Linked DNA regions of Zea mays: all the other regions are linked to region 3. The links are chromatin contacts, called in public Hi-C maps. All regions are on one chromosome and are shown on one strand. The core of a region is the stretch at or near the end of the contact, and the rest is flanking DNA. Distances in the headings are between cores, read along the strand shown. Region 1 holds the start of LOC100279452 (Zinc-finger homeodomain protein 8). Region 2 has its middle 42 kb from the start of LOC100279910. Region 3 has its middle 120 kb from the start of LOC100285819.

What was found. Hi-C and Micro-C count contacts between places; a contact is called where the count stands out from the background.
Region 1: a Hi-C map of leaf shows a contact between it and region 3, with 4 times the contacts expected there. The contact joins the promoter of LOC100279452 here to the enhancer-like site in region 3. A contact is called at or near these places in 2 of 25 Hi-C or Micro-C datasets (bundle sheath and leaf).
Region 2: a contact with region 3 is called in a Hi-C map of leaf, with 2.6 times the contacts expected there. The contact joins two enhancer-like sites. A contact is called at or near these places in 3 of 25 Hi-C or Micro-C datasets (ear and leaf).

The regions. Positions count from the first base shown.
Region 1 is chr7:117,519,470-117,522,169 of Zm-B73-REFERENCE-NAM-5.0, reverse strand. It overlaps LOC100279452 (Zinc-finger homeodomain protein 8), which reads left to right and starts at 1,409. Exons shown (of 1, transcript NM_001152457.2): 1 at 1,409-2,700. The coding sequence starts at 1,559. The coding sequence ends at 2,671.
Region 2 is chr7:117,577,117-117,579,816 of Zm-B73-REFERENCE-NAM-5.0, reverse strand. No RefSeq gene overlaps it. Among protein-coding and RNA genes, the nearest start is that of LOC100279910, 42 kb to the left of the region's middle. Within about 2 kb of position 1,341, at least 19 of the 20 cell types and tissues checked have an H3K27ac peak or open chromatin away from gene starts, as enhancers often do. A contact at or near this core is called in leaf, where this site is marked.
Region 3 is chr7:117,390,915-117,393,614 of Zm-B73-REFERENCE-NAM-5.0, reverse strand. No RefSeq gene overlaps it. Among protein-coding and RNA genes, the nearest start is that of LOC100285819, 120 kb to the right of the region's middle. Within about 2 kb of position 1,309, at least 6 of the 20 cell types and tissues checked have an H3K27ac peak or open chromatin away from gene starts, as enhancers often do. A contact at or near this core is called in leaf, where this site is marked.

The DNA.
Region 1 (2,700 bases), core at 160-2,659, 130 kb before region 3:
GAGGAAGATTCGAGAGGTTTTTTTTTAAAAAAAAAGGATCAGGAGGGGGACCTAGGGCAAGATTTGTTAAAGTCGGTGACAAAGACATAATAATGGTCCATAAATTCACACACAGCCTTTTCGCATGAAAATGACGACTCCTTGAATCAGCAGTCAAACAAATGCAAAGAACTGTGGTTCAATTTCACCCGGTCAGGTGATAACGAAAACTCTGATTCGTAGCCACACACATATATATGGAAACAATTATCAACTGTAGTTCAAACGTAGTGTATGCTATCATTATCCACATTTTTTTTCTCTCTCCAAAGAAACAGCGTGTTTCATTTAATCCTTGTAATCGCGTTGCTATAGCTCCCTCAGTAGATGATGAAAGTAACTCGCCCTGTTCCAAATTACATTTTACTCTAGTTCTGCACGAAACCAAACCTTTCTAGTTTTGGCCGAGCTCTTAAAAAATATATTGACATCCGTGAACTAAAATAGCTATGTAATAAAAATATTTTCATAGAGAACTTATTTGATGCTCTTGATGTCGATGCATCCTTTTTTTATATAGATTTGGTCGATACGAAGAAACTTGATTTAGCACGAAGTTAGAGTGAACTATAATCCTAAACAGAGGGAGCACGTGCGTGTATGAACATTCCAAAAGATAACCATGCCACACAAATTGGCAGAGCTTGACAACAACTTTAAGGGGGACCAATTTTTTTTTAAAAAATCATGCTCAATTTGATTAACGTAGATATAAAATGCCTAAATAAAGGTGTTGTAGTGGAAATGACGAGAAGATTGTGAGGCGGTGTTACATGTGATGGATATTTCGTATGGTCAAACAAAAAAGAAAACAGACATGCGTCGTGGTTTGAATCTATGACCACACTTGCGCTGACTCCTGGCTGTCTGGGTCTGTACTCTGTTGTAAAGGAGGGAAAACCGTCTGGACAATCCAAGCTGTATATTGTCAGCAGCATCTATGTATCTATCTCTAAGCTAACCGGTAGCATTTCATTAAATTCTTGTAGTTGTGAGATGGTATTCAATTTCCCTATAGTTGATGCCAACTGTATAACAACGGCTTACAGATGCCATACCGTGACGTCGTTACGGCTACAGTTCACACATCCCGGGTCCAACCAACACCTCCCCCAAAGGAGAGAAAGAAAAATGTCACATTTTTCTTTAGATGCGCCGGTGCCATTGATCCTCGATCCAGTGGTCTACATGCACCCTTTGCCCGGCCACCACAGCAATATTCCAACGGATTCGAGCCCATGTCGTCACTGATCTATCTCTATACGATAGAGTATCGTCCAAAGAAATTGTTTTTTTTTCTGGCTCGCTAAGTAAAAATTAAATGAGCTCGTCCCCTTCCTCCTTGTGGATCTCTCACACACACTAGTGACTAGCCTTCCTGCTGCCCTTTTTATTCTTATCTCCTCACCCTCGCGCTCTCTTCACCTCCCTTGACCCGTCGTCCCATGCTAAAAGCCCAGGGTTAGGAGCTAGAGGTAATCTCTCTCCCGTCTCTCCCCAGTGGGCGTGGGGGCGCCGCATGGAAGCCATGGACGTCAAGTACAAGCCCGTCATGTTCCCCAACGGCGCCGGCCTCAAGAAGCCGAAGCCGGCGGCGGCCGTGGCGCTGGCCGGGGAGCCGCTGTACCGGGAGTGCCTCAAGAACCACGCCGCGAGCCTGGGCGGGCACGCCGTCGACGGTTGCGGCGAGTTCATGCCCTCGCCGGGGGCCAACCCCGCCGACCCGACGTCGCTCAAGTGCGCGGCGTGCGGGTGCCACCGCAACTTCCACCGCCGGACGCTGGAGGGTTCCCCTCCGCCGCCCGCGCCCGCGCCGCTGGCGCTCCCGCCTCCGCCGAGCGTGATGCACGGCCAGCCGCACCGCGCCCGGGAGGAGACGCCCGAGGACCGCCACCCGGGGGTCGTCGACGCCGACGACTCCGATTCCGACTCGGAAGGCTCGGAGTACGACGAGGAGCGGTCGGTGTCCCCGCCGCCGCCGCCGCACCACCTGCTGCCGGCGCCGGTGGCGCAGCAGCCCCCGCCACCGTCCTACTTCCCGACGGCGCCGCACATGGTGCTCTCGCTAGGTTCCGGCGTGCCCGGGCCCGCGGTGGCGGTATCCCCGGCGCAGAGGCTGGCCCCGACCCAGCTGACGCCGTCCAGCGCGCCGCCCCACGCCGGGGGCGCGATGCCCATGCCCAGGAAGCGGTTCCGCACCAAGTTCACCGCCGAGCAGAAGCAGCGGATGCAGGAGCTGTCGGAGCGGCTCGGGTGGCGGCTGCAGAAGCGCGACGAGGCCATCGTCGACGAGTGGTGCCGCGACATCGGCGTCGGCAAGGGCGTCTTCAAGGTCTGGATGCACAACAACAAGCACAACTTCCTGGGCGGGCACAGCGCCCGCCGCAGCGCCTCCTCGCCCGCCCCCGCCCCCGCCGCCGCGTCGCTCCAAACCCCAGCCGCCGGCGCCGGCGCTGCTGCAGCACCGTCATTCCACCCGTCCAGGATCACCCCTCCCCCTCCCGTCCTCACCTCGTCCCCGACGGCCGCCACCGGCTTCAACATCAACGGCGCCGCCTCGTCGGCGCCCACCGTCGCCACCGACTACACCACGGACAACGCCAACGGAGCTTCGTCGCCGCACTCCGCTTGAACTAGAGAAGGGAGAAGAGAGGAGGGGGG
Region 2 (2,700 bases), core at 92-2,591, 190 kb before region 3:
TCCGGCCCCTCGCCTTGCGGGGGCGCGGCTACCTTTTGCCGTTTGATTTTTTGGTTTCTTGGCTGTTACGCTTATCCTAACCGATCCCTATAAAATCTCAACTGATTGCGAGATTTTCGTGGGCGGATAAGCACGGGGGTCGCGGACTCGGCCCTATAAAAGGAGCCCGGCAGCCAGCCTCCAAATCATCCCAGATCCCAGTTCGCTTTCGCCTCTCTTCATAGCTGAGCCGCCTTTTAGTTCCCTTCATCCCGACCGCAGAGGTGCATCTGCGATCAGGAGAGCAGGTCTCCGGAACCCTTCGTCTTCTAGATCCTGCACCGGGAGAGGGCGAATAAGGTTTTTGGGAAGCGTCTTCACGCGACTGCTCGTGATCTCTGACATCGTCGACCCAGCTGATCCTGGCGCGCGCCAACAATCAGTAAGTCTAATCAGTACGCATCATCTGATTTGACTTTTATTTCAGTTCTTCTGATTTGGTCATGATTTACATTCGGAATTTAATTTGGAATTTGTCTACTTATTCAACAGTTTTGTGATGGTAAGTATAAAGCATTGGTACACTGGAAACACTAATCAATCAATGAGCACCGGTCCAGTGATGACATCTTGAAACTTTTTCCTCGAAAAAGGACGGATATATAACTCCTGCTCTTTTACTGTAGGTAGATACGTAGATGCTGTGGATACAATGGAATCGTGGAGCATTTGATCAGACAGACGGTCCTCCACACGCGCCGCCGCGGTTTTGAGTTGACTCCTGCCCCCCGGCAGAAGCCACGAGACCCATCCACGCCACGGCCATCCAGTCCCGCCGGCATTGGCAGTTGGATCGATGGCACGGCGTCCCACTCGCTCCCACCTCATTCATCAGCGTCAGCGTGCGTGCCCCCATCCGGCCAACACCAACAAACAACCCAAGGCAAACCAAACCACCCTCCAGAGTCCCCAGCTCTGAACCTCTCCCATCCATCCGCCGGCCAGGGACAAAGGCCGCTCGAGGAGCCAGACAGCCCCACGGGCGGGCAGGCTGCGGGCGCTAGGCGATATATATCCTATATCCCACTGCGCACCCGCACAGCCTGCCTGCCCCCGCGCGCGCAACAACATCCGCCGTGCCCAGGAGACGCCGAGGCACCGCTCCGGCGCTCCGCCTCCGCTCCGCAAGTCCGCAGTCCCCACACCACACGTGGTAGGGGCGCCACAACAACTGCTCCGCTGGCTCGCCTCCTCCTCCTCGTGCGCCCGTTCTGCCACTGCCAGGCCGGCGCCCGCCAGGGACAGAACAGCATGTGGTCAGTGTACAGAATTCACTTCTCCGTGCCTTTCTCCTCTCCTCTCCTCTCCTCCGGGGCTACCTGGGCACTGGACCAGAACATTCTGAAGCCCAGCCTGTCCTGGCCCAGGCCTCCAACGGAACCGGACCCGGAGCGGCCTACTTGGCCTAGCGTTAATTTGTTTTTTTTTTTGCTTGGGCTCCGGTAAATCGGATAAGAAAAATTACCATCCTGGATTAAAAAAAACACTATCCCTGATTTCCGATATTCGGTAATTAAAATTTTACTACTGTAGTTCGATGTACCCCGAGTTCGCATAAACCGAAACTTGCATGGAATTGCAGCAGTAAGTTATGTCATGGAATTTATGTGCGCTACCAGGTCATGAAGCTCCTCTCCTCTGCAAAAGGAAGCAAACCGTACTAGCGCTAGCGCTAGCCCTGTCCGGCGTCACATGATGCAAACGAAGTGGCCGTAACTACACTACAGACCCCTCGATCGGCACTGTTCTTTCCATCCCCACCTCCGCGTGCCACGCCGCACTTGGCAAAACGGACGGACGGACGGCAATGCTGCCCTGCCGGTACCTGTATTTACTACCGCCACCATTCCACCAACACAGGCCACAGCACAGCACAGCAGCATGGCGCGTCGCTGTGCACTGTACCGCTACGCCCCCCTGCGGCCTGCGTACACCACCATCGAGGGCATGCCACGCCGAGAAGCGGTGCTCTGCTAGTAAGGAACGGGCATCTGATCCGACGGCCGGGCGGGGCGGTGTGCCCGGTACCCGTGTCGCCGCATGCACGTAGAGCGCTTGCGCTTCCTTCCAACCAGCAACCACCGCACCATCAGGGAGTAAATGCCCATCACCCGCGCTCTCACCTCTTTCGCGGTCGCGGACCGGAGCGGAGGCCTACGTACTAGTGCGTCTCATTCTCACAAAGGTGTCCGGGCGCCGCAGGCCTAGAGCGAGGGAGGGCCTCGTAACGCTGCCCCGAAACCGAAACGTGGGCGTGTATCCCTCCAGTCCAGCGGGATTGCCGAATAAGCTCGTGTATGGATGGCAGCAGGGCACCCCCCATCGATCACCTGCGGTGAGGAGGGTACGGGCGGGGCTGACTTTTTCCGCAGAACGAACCGGCGGCAAGATTTATTACAGAATTTACAGCAAGTCAACACTTTCAGTGTGATCGCACTGTCCGTGAATTAACGCGGCAGCTGTACGTACGAGCGTTCCTTTCCGTTTCCGTTTCCGTTTCGGCTGCACGCGGCACTGTGACATGCGTATTCAAGGTCTGCTAGCTGTCGTCGTCCCCTTCCGTTTCAAATTGCAAATCTAGTCTATACAAGTCCGATGGAATATATGTGCTAGATAATTGCGCATCCTTAAGACTAAATTAAGCTCTAAAGCAACCAGCCA
Region 3 (2,700 bases), core at 60-2,559:
ATATAATTAATACATAAATTATTTTAGGATGGATGATCATCATCTAGGATGACGAACAATGTGTGTGTTCCTCTCTATATAGACACACTCTATTCTTAATCTAAGATGATAAATCAATCAGCGCATTACTTGGACGACCTACACTTCAATCAAACTAATTAACCAGCCAGTAGTCGACCGGACCGGTGGAACCAAAGCGCAAAACGGATCTGATTAATTCGTTTTTATTGGGTCTGTGTGCATCAATTCTGTTGGAGCGACGGTTCCAATCATTCCATTAGCAGTTTCAGTTATCGTTATAGTTTCAGTCATTCTCGGTCTCATTCATTCACTCAGTTGTTCTATTACAGTTTCAGTCATTTCGTTAAAGTTTTAGTCGTTTCATTACAGTCTCATTCATTCACTCGTTTAGCTATTTTATTATAGTTTCGATCATTTCGTTATAGTTTAAGTTATCTGTTATAATTTTAGTTATTCTGTTACCGTTACAATTTCTGTCATTCTATTCCAGTCTTAGTCAATCACTAATTTCAATACAGTTCCAGTCATTCTGTTACAATTTCAGTCATTTCGTTAATGTTAACGTTTCAGTCATCCGGTCGGAGTGGAGCCGCGCGGTACGGTGGTTGGTTGTAGTGGGTAGGCCGCGCCGATAGGTCGAGAACGTGAGGCTATTTAGGGTGTGTTTGGTTGGACAGTCAACTAGAATGAAGTGGCTCCATTCCAATTTTTGAGAATGAAACCGTTCTGTTATGTGTTTGACAAATAGAATAGAGTCAATCCATGTTTTGTTTGGTTGAAAAGTAGAATAGAGCGAAGTCGTTCCGTTCTTTATTTGATTGGAGAGTCATATAAGTGTAGAGGGGAGGAGAGGGAGGAGAACTCTTGCGTCCGGGAGAGCGCTCGCTCCGCTATTTATGGTAAATTTTTATATAGAGATTCGATAAGCATATCCGTTTATCTTTTGTTAGAAACAAAACATCAAGAAAATAGAATGGAGCCGCTTTATTTTTCTTCACTTCTCAACTAAACACACTATTAGACGGTGGTAGGAGCGCATTTTAGCTATTAGGCTGATCCAGGTGGTAGAACCTCCGGTCCACGCTCCATCACCCTAAATAAATGAGAGAGAGAGGAGTACTTATTCGCTTCGCACAAAAAGAAACGTGGTTATCTTTAGCAGTTCGGTTTGCTAAAGCTTTGCTCCTTATGATTTATGAGTGGACGCTTTTGTTTTACATATTGGGCTTCATTCCACCAGCTAGCCTCGTGTTTTCTGGGTTTGATTCACTACATTTCATGTGTCGTTAATTCTTTACTGGGCCTCCAGTACGGAAAACAAATAGCAAAATTGGGATCTATATGGGCTCATGTTCTGTTTCTGTCTTTTTTTAGTTTAGCCATGTCAAAGTTGAGACTATATGCTAAAATACAGATAATAAAATTGTGTTTTGTTTGTGGCCATTGGCCAATCCCGGGTTTGTCTATGCCCAAATAGAAGAAGCGACACATGTATTTGGATTGCAAGCCTGTCAAAATAGGGCAAAAGTCTATGTACGACACGTGGGGCTGTATATTATTAGCAAATTTAATTTCAGTACGTCAGCTTAGATCATGTTGTTTTGGATGATGTTTATGCTCTTGATAAGAAAGGTGTTGTAGCCAGCTATTTAGTATCATTGTTTAATACTCCCTCCATCCTAAATTAGTATTTGTTTTAGCTCTTGGTTTTTGTGTCTATATTCAAATGGATGATGATAAATCTAGACCCATATATAAAACACATATATTAATTATTGTATGAATCCATTAAAAGGCTAAAATAAATTTTAATTTGGTACGAAGGGAGTATAGTGCTATTGTATATGTGAACCCTATATGGAAGGCTATATTCTTGGCTGCCGCCAATTTGCACTCAAAGGTTTCACTTAGGGAGACTTAATTTCAAGATCCACCATGGCAGGACCATTCCTCTAGGGGTCTCAAGTCTTACGATCTCCTCTGGAGACTCGACTCAAAGTAACATTATATAAGGGCATTATATAAGCTGACTTGTTGCCTTCATGGCATAGGGCCTTTCAGGCCTAATACACATTTAAAGGCCTAAACCCCAAGCACCACAAGACCTTTAGGGATAAAATATTCTAAGTTTCTAAGGAACTTTGTACCAATAGGCACTAGCATGAAGGCTGGTCTCCAAGGCCACCTATGCTCCGATGCACCCATGAGACTGTCCTCAGATGTCATGTATTTTGAGATGCTTGCTAGTACAAGTCCTTAGGGTCCATCGTGCCCTGGGGCACGTGTTAGTATAAGTCCTCAGGACCCATCACACATCGGGACAATTATTTGGGTCTATTTGACAACAATGTTTCTCAAAACCACAATTTTATAATACTATACTTTCTAATTGTCATGACAATACCATAGTTTTGGCCAGCTAAAAAATATCATGGTTTTAAGAAACACTATTTGGATACAACATTATAAACCATGGTATTCAGGTAAAAGCCAGATTTGCAATGAAATTTTTAGGTTGGAGTTTTCAATACTCCAAAAATACCATGGTATATAGAATACCATGATTTTGAAAACATAGTTTTTAAGAATACAACCAAATACCTTATGACATAAAATACTCTAGTATTCCTATAAACCATGGTATTGCCTAGAAACTATAAAAAACCATAGTATAAATGT